Linked DNA regions of Zea mays: region 2 is linked to region 1. Evidence: chromatin contacts called from public Hi-C data. All regions are on one chromosome and are shown on one strand. The core of a region is the stretch at or near the end of the contact, and the rest is flanking DNA. Distances in the headings are between cores, read along the strand shown.

What was found. Hi-C and Micro-C count contacts between places; a contact is called where the count stands out from the background.
Region 2: a contact with region 1 is called in a Hi-C map of leaf, with 6 times the contacts expected there. The contact joins the promoter of LOC103632103 here to the promoter of LOC103633756 in region 1. A contact is called at or near these places in 2 of 25 Hi-C or Micro-C datasets (both in leaf).

What each region holds. Positions count from the first base shown.
Region 1 is chr7:17,625,000-17,628,350 of Zm-B73-REFERENCE-NAM-5.0, reverse strand. LOC103633756 (ethylene-responsive transcription factor ERN1) reads right to left here and starts at 1,442. Exons shown (of 1, transcript XM_008655447.2): 1 at 1-1,442. The coding sequence starts at 907.
Region 2 is chr7:17,804,492-17,807,741 of Zm-B73-REFERENCE-NAM-5.0, reverse strand. It overlaps LOC103632103 (5'-nucleotidase SurE), which reads left to right and starts at 1,348. Exons shown (of 9, transcript XM_020540888.2): 1 at 1,348-1,717. The coding sequence starts at 1,533.

The sequences.
Region 1 (3,351 bases), core at 193-2,692:
CAGACGCATCATTCCCCACGTCAAACGCTAGATCCTTGTCCGGACCCCTGTCGATGACGCCGTGGGGCGACAGCGACAGCGACGCAGAGCTGCTCTTCTTCTCCAGCTTGATCATCCTGTCTCTGCCTGTCTCCGCCGCGACCGCCAAGCGGCGAGCGTTCACGCTACCCACGTCGCGTGCGTCCGGAGGTGGTGGTGGTGTTAGGGGGCTGCTGGCGGCGTTGAGCGCCCATGACTGTTGTTCGTACTGGTGCGTGGTCGCGGCTAGCTGGAACTCTTCGCCGCCGCCGGTGGCCGAGTACGGCGCGTAATAAGCTTCCTCGGTCGCGCTCTGACTCCGAGGATCCGGGAGGGTGGGAATGGGAGCGCGGGCGTGGGTGCTGGTGGCGAAGCTGATGCTGGAGCTAGGACTGCTGCTGGTCGGGCTGGCCGTGCTGCTGCAGGTGCTAGCGGTGCTGGCCGCGGCTGCGGGGAAGAAGCGGGCGGCGGTGGGGCGGTGCGGTAAGGTCTTCTTCGGCGGCGTCCGGCCGTTGTTGTTGTTGTGGTCGAGGATGCCGCGGATCCGGGCGGCCAGCGGCGAGTCGGGCGGCGGCGCGGCGGCGAAGTTGGTGCGCGTGTTGGCGCCGCGGAGGAGGCAGGCGGCCTCGTCGTAGGCGCGCGCGGCGGCCTCGGCGGTCTCGAACGTGCCCAGCCACACCCGGACCTTCTGCGTCGTGTCCTTGATCTCCGCCACCCACCTCCCCGACGGCCTCTGCCGGACGCCCACGAACTTGCTGCTGCCGCCGCCGCCGCCGCCGCACTTGGTTCTCGTTCTTGGCTTGGGTTTGGGTTCCTTCGTGGCTGGCGGTGGTGGTTGTTGTTGTTGTTGGTAGCTGTGGTGCTGCTGGGGATGGAACTGGAGCTCCATTGGGAAGATGGCGTGGGCGATCTTTGCATGTGGTGTGAGAACAAACTCTGGTCTGAACTCTGGGGCAGGAGATGGTGTCTGAATTTAAAGGGAGGGCGTGATGCTGGGTGTTAAGACGTGTAGTGGGGGAGGAGGTGCCTTGTCATGTTCTGCTTGTCTCTGATGTTGCAGATCTTCCTAGTGCGATAAACGATGGCTGAGTTTTCTAAGAGCGCATTGGGAGCACGATGCTGCGTCCCGTAGCTTATTCCGATGTTTGATGTGGTCCTAGTGGCTGACATGTTTGGTGTTTACCCTACCTGACACAATGCAAGAACCAACTTTTGTTTCCGGGACCCGGCTGCTGTGAAGGAGGTGAAGCTAGCTAGGGGTGATACGGTTGATGCGGTTTGTTTCATCAATCGACGCGGTTGGTAAACCTGTGGGCTTGGAGTCACAAAACAATCCATTCCAACCGTTGGCCAAATAAATCCTTCTGTTGTTGCTGAGTCCTAGTGAGCTCTCCAGCTGAGAACCCTTTCTATATGATGTACATAAGTGGGCAGATGTACTAACTATGTGACAACAATGCTGTTTGAACTCTTTTTTTTTGTACATTGAGATGCCTTGTTGTTCAGGTAAAGAATATCCGTTTAATAATTCGCAAGGAGTGGTTTATTATAACTCCGTTCTTAAATATATGACGCCGTATAAATCTTTTTAAAGCTTTGATCATTCGTATTATCAAAAAAAATTATTATTTATATTGTTATGATTTGTTTTATCATTTAAGGTTGTTTAAGCGTGACTTGAGATTTTATGTTTTCGAATAAATATTTTTAATAAAACAAGTGGTTAATTTTTTTTAAAAAATGTCAAAGCGTCATATATTTAAGAACGGAGAGAGGCCTTTTGGTTTCATGAATTTTGTAGGAGATCCGTCCACAGCTACTCGGCTAGGTTATATATATTTATGTGAAATGTGACCAATTGAAGTTTTTGCAGCTAGCTTATCCGTAATAAAAACTCCCCCGCCGGCACTGCATTGCCATGCGCCTGCTTCAAACGCTTGATTAATAGTATCCGCTTCAAATGCTTGATTATTAGTGTATACGTCGCTGAGCACCTACTAGCTGCTTGTGCATATTTTACGCGCCATCTTCCTCCCCCGAGGGAGACGAGGCAGGTCATGGTGGCACGACGACGCGACCAGCTGCCACTTGGCGGCGCCATCCGATGGCTTCACGACATGGGTGCCTGTCAGAGATGGCGTCGCCATGGAAGCGATGGACTAAAGAATCGGTCCAAAGGTATTGCGAACAACTTTGGTTGTATAAAGTGGTAATCATGTGAGGTGGGGGAGTAAGCTATATAATGTCTATTGTTTCCAAGGTTTGACTCCTAAATATAAATAAATAAATAAAAAGTTTTTACGGTACCATGCCCCTTTCCTCTCGCTCTTCTCGACTATGCTAACCGTTGATCTCCACCATTCCGCACGGTTTACTTCTACGGATGTAGGTGCCACCCTCTCCAAACAATATTGAGCCAGCAAAAGGAACCAGAATTGTCGCGCGAGTGTATATATACAGTGCAGTTTGTCGAGATGTGAATGCGATTCATCTTCTTGATCGCGTAGCACACAGGCTGGTGGGTGAGGAAGCCCCCTTTTTTTTTGGCTAGCACCTGTTACGAAAGGGATCTAGAATAATAATCTTTCGGACCGTTTGAATCCCTTTATTCTTTGAGAAATTGGAATTCACTCAATAAAGTAAATTATTTAGTTTGGAATTTGACATTCCACCACTTCCGAAAGTTTGGATATAAGTCTATCTCAAATACATAGGGTGGAGGATATGAAATGATTTTATGCATTAGTAGAATTTGTTTGTACTATGTAACTTATATGACACTCTTCGTCTTTCTTCTCTATGATAAAAACATAACACATAAATATCTCCGACATCTTGCTAATAATAGTATACAAATATATTTTATATAAAACCGAATTAGCTTAATTGATATATGCCTAAGTTATTATTATTAGAATGGAATTCAATTCCAATGATCTAAGCCGGGCGTTAGTAGATCCAAACGTAATGAGTGACGTTGTTGGCTGGTTTTTGCAAGTAAAAAGAGCAGTAATAGCAGGGAACAAAGCTAGAAAAAAGTTTAGGAAGAAGTGAAGTAGTGAACTAGGTTGCTACAATGTAGGAGCGCCTCACACTATATTATATACATTTTTAAATTTTAGTAGAAACTTTAGTGGGGTTCCACGACCTCGGCAGCGATAGGGGGTTAGAGTCACGCTGGCTCCATCTTTGACTCCCCGTTTTAATTTATAATTCGTTTGACAAATTTATCTCAAGTTTGATCGGCTCGTATTATCCAAAAAAATTCATAATTATTGTTAATCTTTACAATGATAGCGTATATTATATAAATATAGTTTAAGTATAGATTTC
Region 2 (3,250 bases), core at 99-2,598, 180 kb before region 1:
GTGCACCGGACAGTCCGGTGCACACCGGACATGTCCGGTGCGACAGCCACGTCACCAGGCCGTTAGGGTTCCGACCGTTGGAGCTCTGACTGCTAGGCCCGTCTCGATGTCCGGTGGCGCACCGGACATGCACTGTGGAGTGTCCGGTGCGCCAGCATGGGCGTGCCTGACTTCTGTGCGCGCTGGCGTCACACCGGACAGTCCGGTGTACACCGGACATGTCCGGTGAATTATAGCGGACTAGCCGTTGTGAATTCCCGAAGCCGACGAGTTCAGAGTCTCTTCATCCTTGGAGCACCGGACACTGTCCGGTGTACACCGGACAGTCCGGTGAATTATAGCGCGACGACTCTGCGAATTCCCGAAGGTGCGGAGTTCAGCTTGGAGTTCCTTGGTACACCGGACACTGTCCGGTGGTGCACCGGACACTGTCCGGTGGCACACCGGACAGTCCGGTGCGCCCGACCAGGGTGCCTTCGGTTGTCCCTTTGCTCCTTTGTTTGAACCCTTTCTCTTGATCTTTTTATTGGCTTATTGTGAACCTTTGGTACCTGTAGATCTTATAGACTTGGGCAAACTAGTTAGTCCAATTATTTGTGTTGGGCAATTCAACCACCAAAATTAGTTTAGGAAATAGGTGTAAGCCTAATTCCCTTTCAGTAGTTCGGTTACCACCCAAACTACCTGAATTACCAAAAATACAAAAACATAAGGGCTTGTTCGGTTTAACCCAAATCCATATGGATTGAAGGGGATTGAGTCGGTTTTAATCCCTAGTAAGTCAAAATCCCTTATAATCCATACCAATCCCCTCCAATCCATATGGAACGGAAATAACCGAACAAGAAGTGGTTTGATGCAATATAAATATATTACTGGAACAAATCAATATAGATTTATGCTAACTTAATAATTGTTTTGTTGTTAATTAATATGAAGACATGATATGATTTAAAAACATTTGTTTGTTGCTTTAAATGCTACTAGAATTTTTAAAAATGGTTGAATTTGTCAATTTTGGGTATATCAAGTAAAACATGAATCTGAACCCGAAATATCATGTAACCAAAATCGTGGGTAATACTTTTTTAAAACAAAAATCAGATAACATTTTTTAATACCTGAATTTTCATTCACCTGAATTACCCAAACCGAATATTTCGGATAACCTAAGGATTAGTTTGGAAGTCTACAAACCGAAACAGATTAGAGAGACTAAAACTTTTTTTATTTAAAATTAAATAAGAATGTGATTCTAGCCTCTCAATTTAGTCCGTTTTTCTTTTTCTCTCAAACTAGCACTAATTGGTAAGATATAGAAAGTGCAACCAAACACCCTAATAACTTTACATATTTTATTCCAGGGACATATTCGCTACGGAAAAAAAATCCCATTATGGACGGCGACTGGTACTTTTTGTTCGCGGGGACGGCGACTGGTACTTTTTGTCGCTGCGGAGACGGGGAGTCTTCCGACTCTTCCCCAACGGGAATTCCTCATTCACATCCCTACGCACGAACGGAAACGCCCCATGCTGCGCTCGCAGTCTCGCATGGACTCCACCACTGCTGCTGCTACCGCGGCCGCGGCTGCGGCGCCGGCGCCGGTGCTGCTGGTGACGAACGACGACGGAATCGACGCGCCGGGGCTCCGCTTCCTTGTCGACCGTCTCGTCGCCGCAGGGCGATACCGCGTACTCGTCTGCGCGCCCGACACGTAAATGCTTTCCTCCTTCGTCTCGCGATCCCTCCCTTATCTGCTACTCGCTCCCTTGCGGTTTCCTGCTTGTTTGGTTGATTGGTCGGTGCCTTGCGTAGATTCTGCGGAAGGATCACGGGATTTACCCCGAGAGGACGTAGTAGGCTAGGAAAAAGAACTAGAATTGTGCTGGGATTTTTTTATCCTTTTCTCTTTCTGGCATTCTCGCCCAGAAGACGAATCAGAGGAATTTGGAATAACATGTTTCTATCGGTTTCACTTATTCTCTAAATGAGTTACAATATTTCCTTTTGCTTTCGTAAATTTCTGGATGTGTCTGCAGCAGATGACCGCTTAGTTGATGTTTTCCCTCTTGATCATTGCATTGGTATGAAAATTGTGGGTGCTAAATTTGCGGTAAAGAATTTAAGAAATAGGAAATACAAGTTTGGCCTTGAGAAGCAAAATTTATCAATTAATGTTTCCATGCAATGTTTACAGGTGTTTTCGGTATGACAAGTTTTTGTTTTAATAGAAGGCAGATGCCTGTGCATTGCTACGGAAGTCCCAAAATTCTCAACGCAACAAGAGCATGAAAAAATAGTGGATCCAAAGCCTCACAATTTTCAACGCAATAAAAGTTTGAAATAAACAGTGGGTCAAAATCAACAGGCAAATAAATTTTAACTCTGCTTAACAACATAATATTATGAGCCACATGGTATCACTATACCTCAAACGCATCAAATCACTGAATAGATACTAGCACAGAACCTCAGTATTTTTGCTACTCCTATCATTGATTGGTTATCTCTTGTACCTCCCAAAAGTATGCACAAGGGGATTTCAGAAAGTTATGTTGTTCATAACTTCATATCAGAAAAATAAAACCATGCATTTGTATATGCAGAGCAAGTAATCTATACAGACTTTTTTTTTCTCGAAAAAACGCAGGAGAACTAATATTGTCAGTATTTTCGAAAAAACGCAAGAGAACTATACAGACTCACACAAACTTGGATAAGAATTGCCATGGTAAGACTTCATGTATTCAGGATTTATGCTTGCCAGTCCAAAAAATATGAGCTTACTCTTGAAAAGTGAAGGGCAGTCCTGGTACAGTAGTGAGAGCTATCTCACTGAGTCATTAGGTCACGACTTCGAAGCATCATCTCCGTATTTATAGGAGAAAGGCTTGCCTCGGTTTTTTCCTTTCCTAAACTCCACTCGTGTAGGAGCCTCCGGTATTGGGTCTGCCCCCCTTTTTTACTAACTATTGAAAAGCAATATGTGAGGCATTAAAATTTGAGCTCTATGTATTTGTATACGTTTCTGGTAACTCCTGCATTAGTATAAAATAAATATGGTGAAACTACGAACAGATTAGACAAAAAAATGGAATTGAAGAAAAGTATTTTAAGCATTGTTTTATGTCTCTTTAAGGCAATAAAGCAGTGTGGGTGTGAGAAAAGATAACACAATTTAATGTCATATTTTGCCTTTTCAGCAAGCCTTGTTAAACAATAAAGGCCTCTTTATATCTTCAAAATT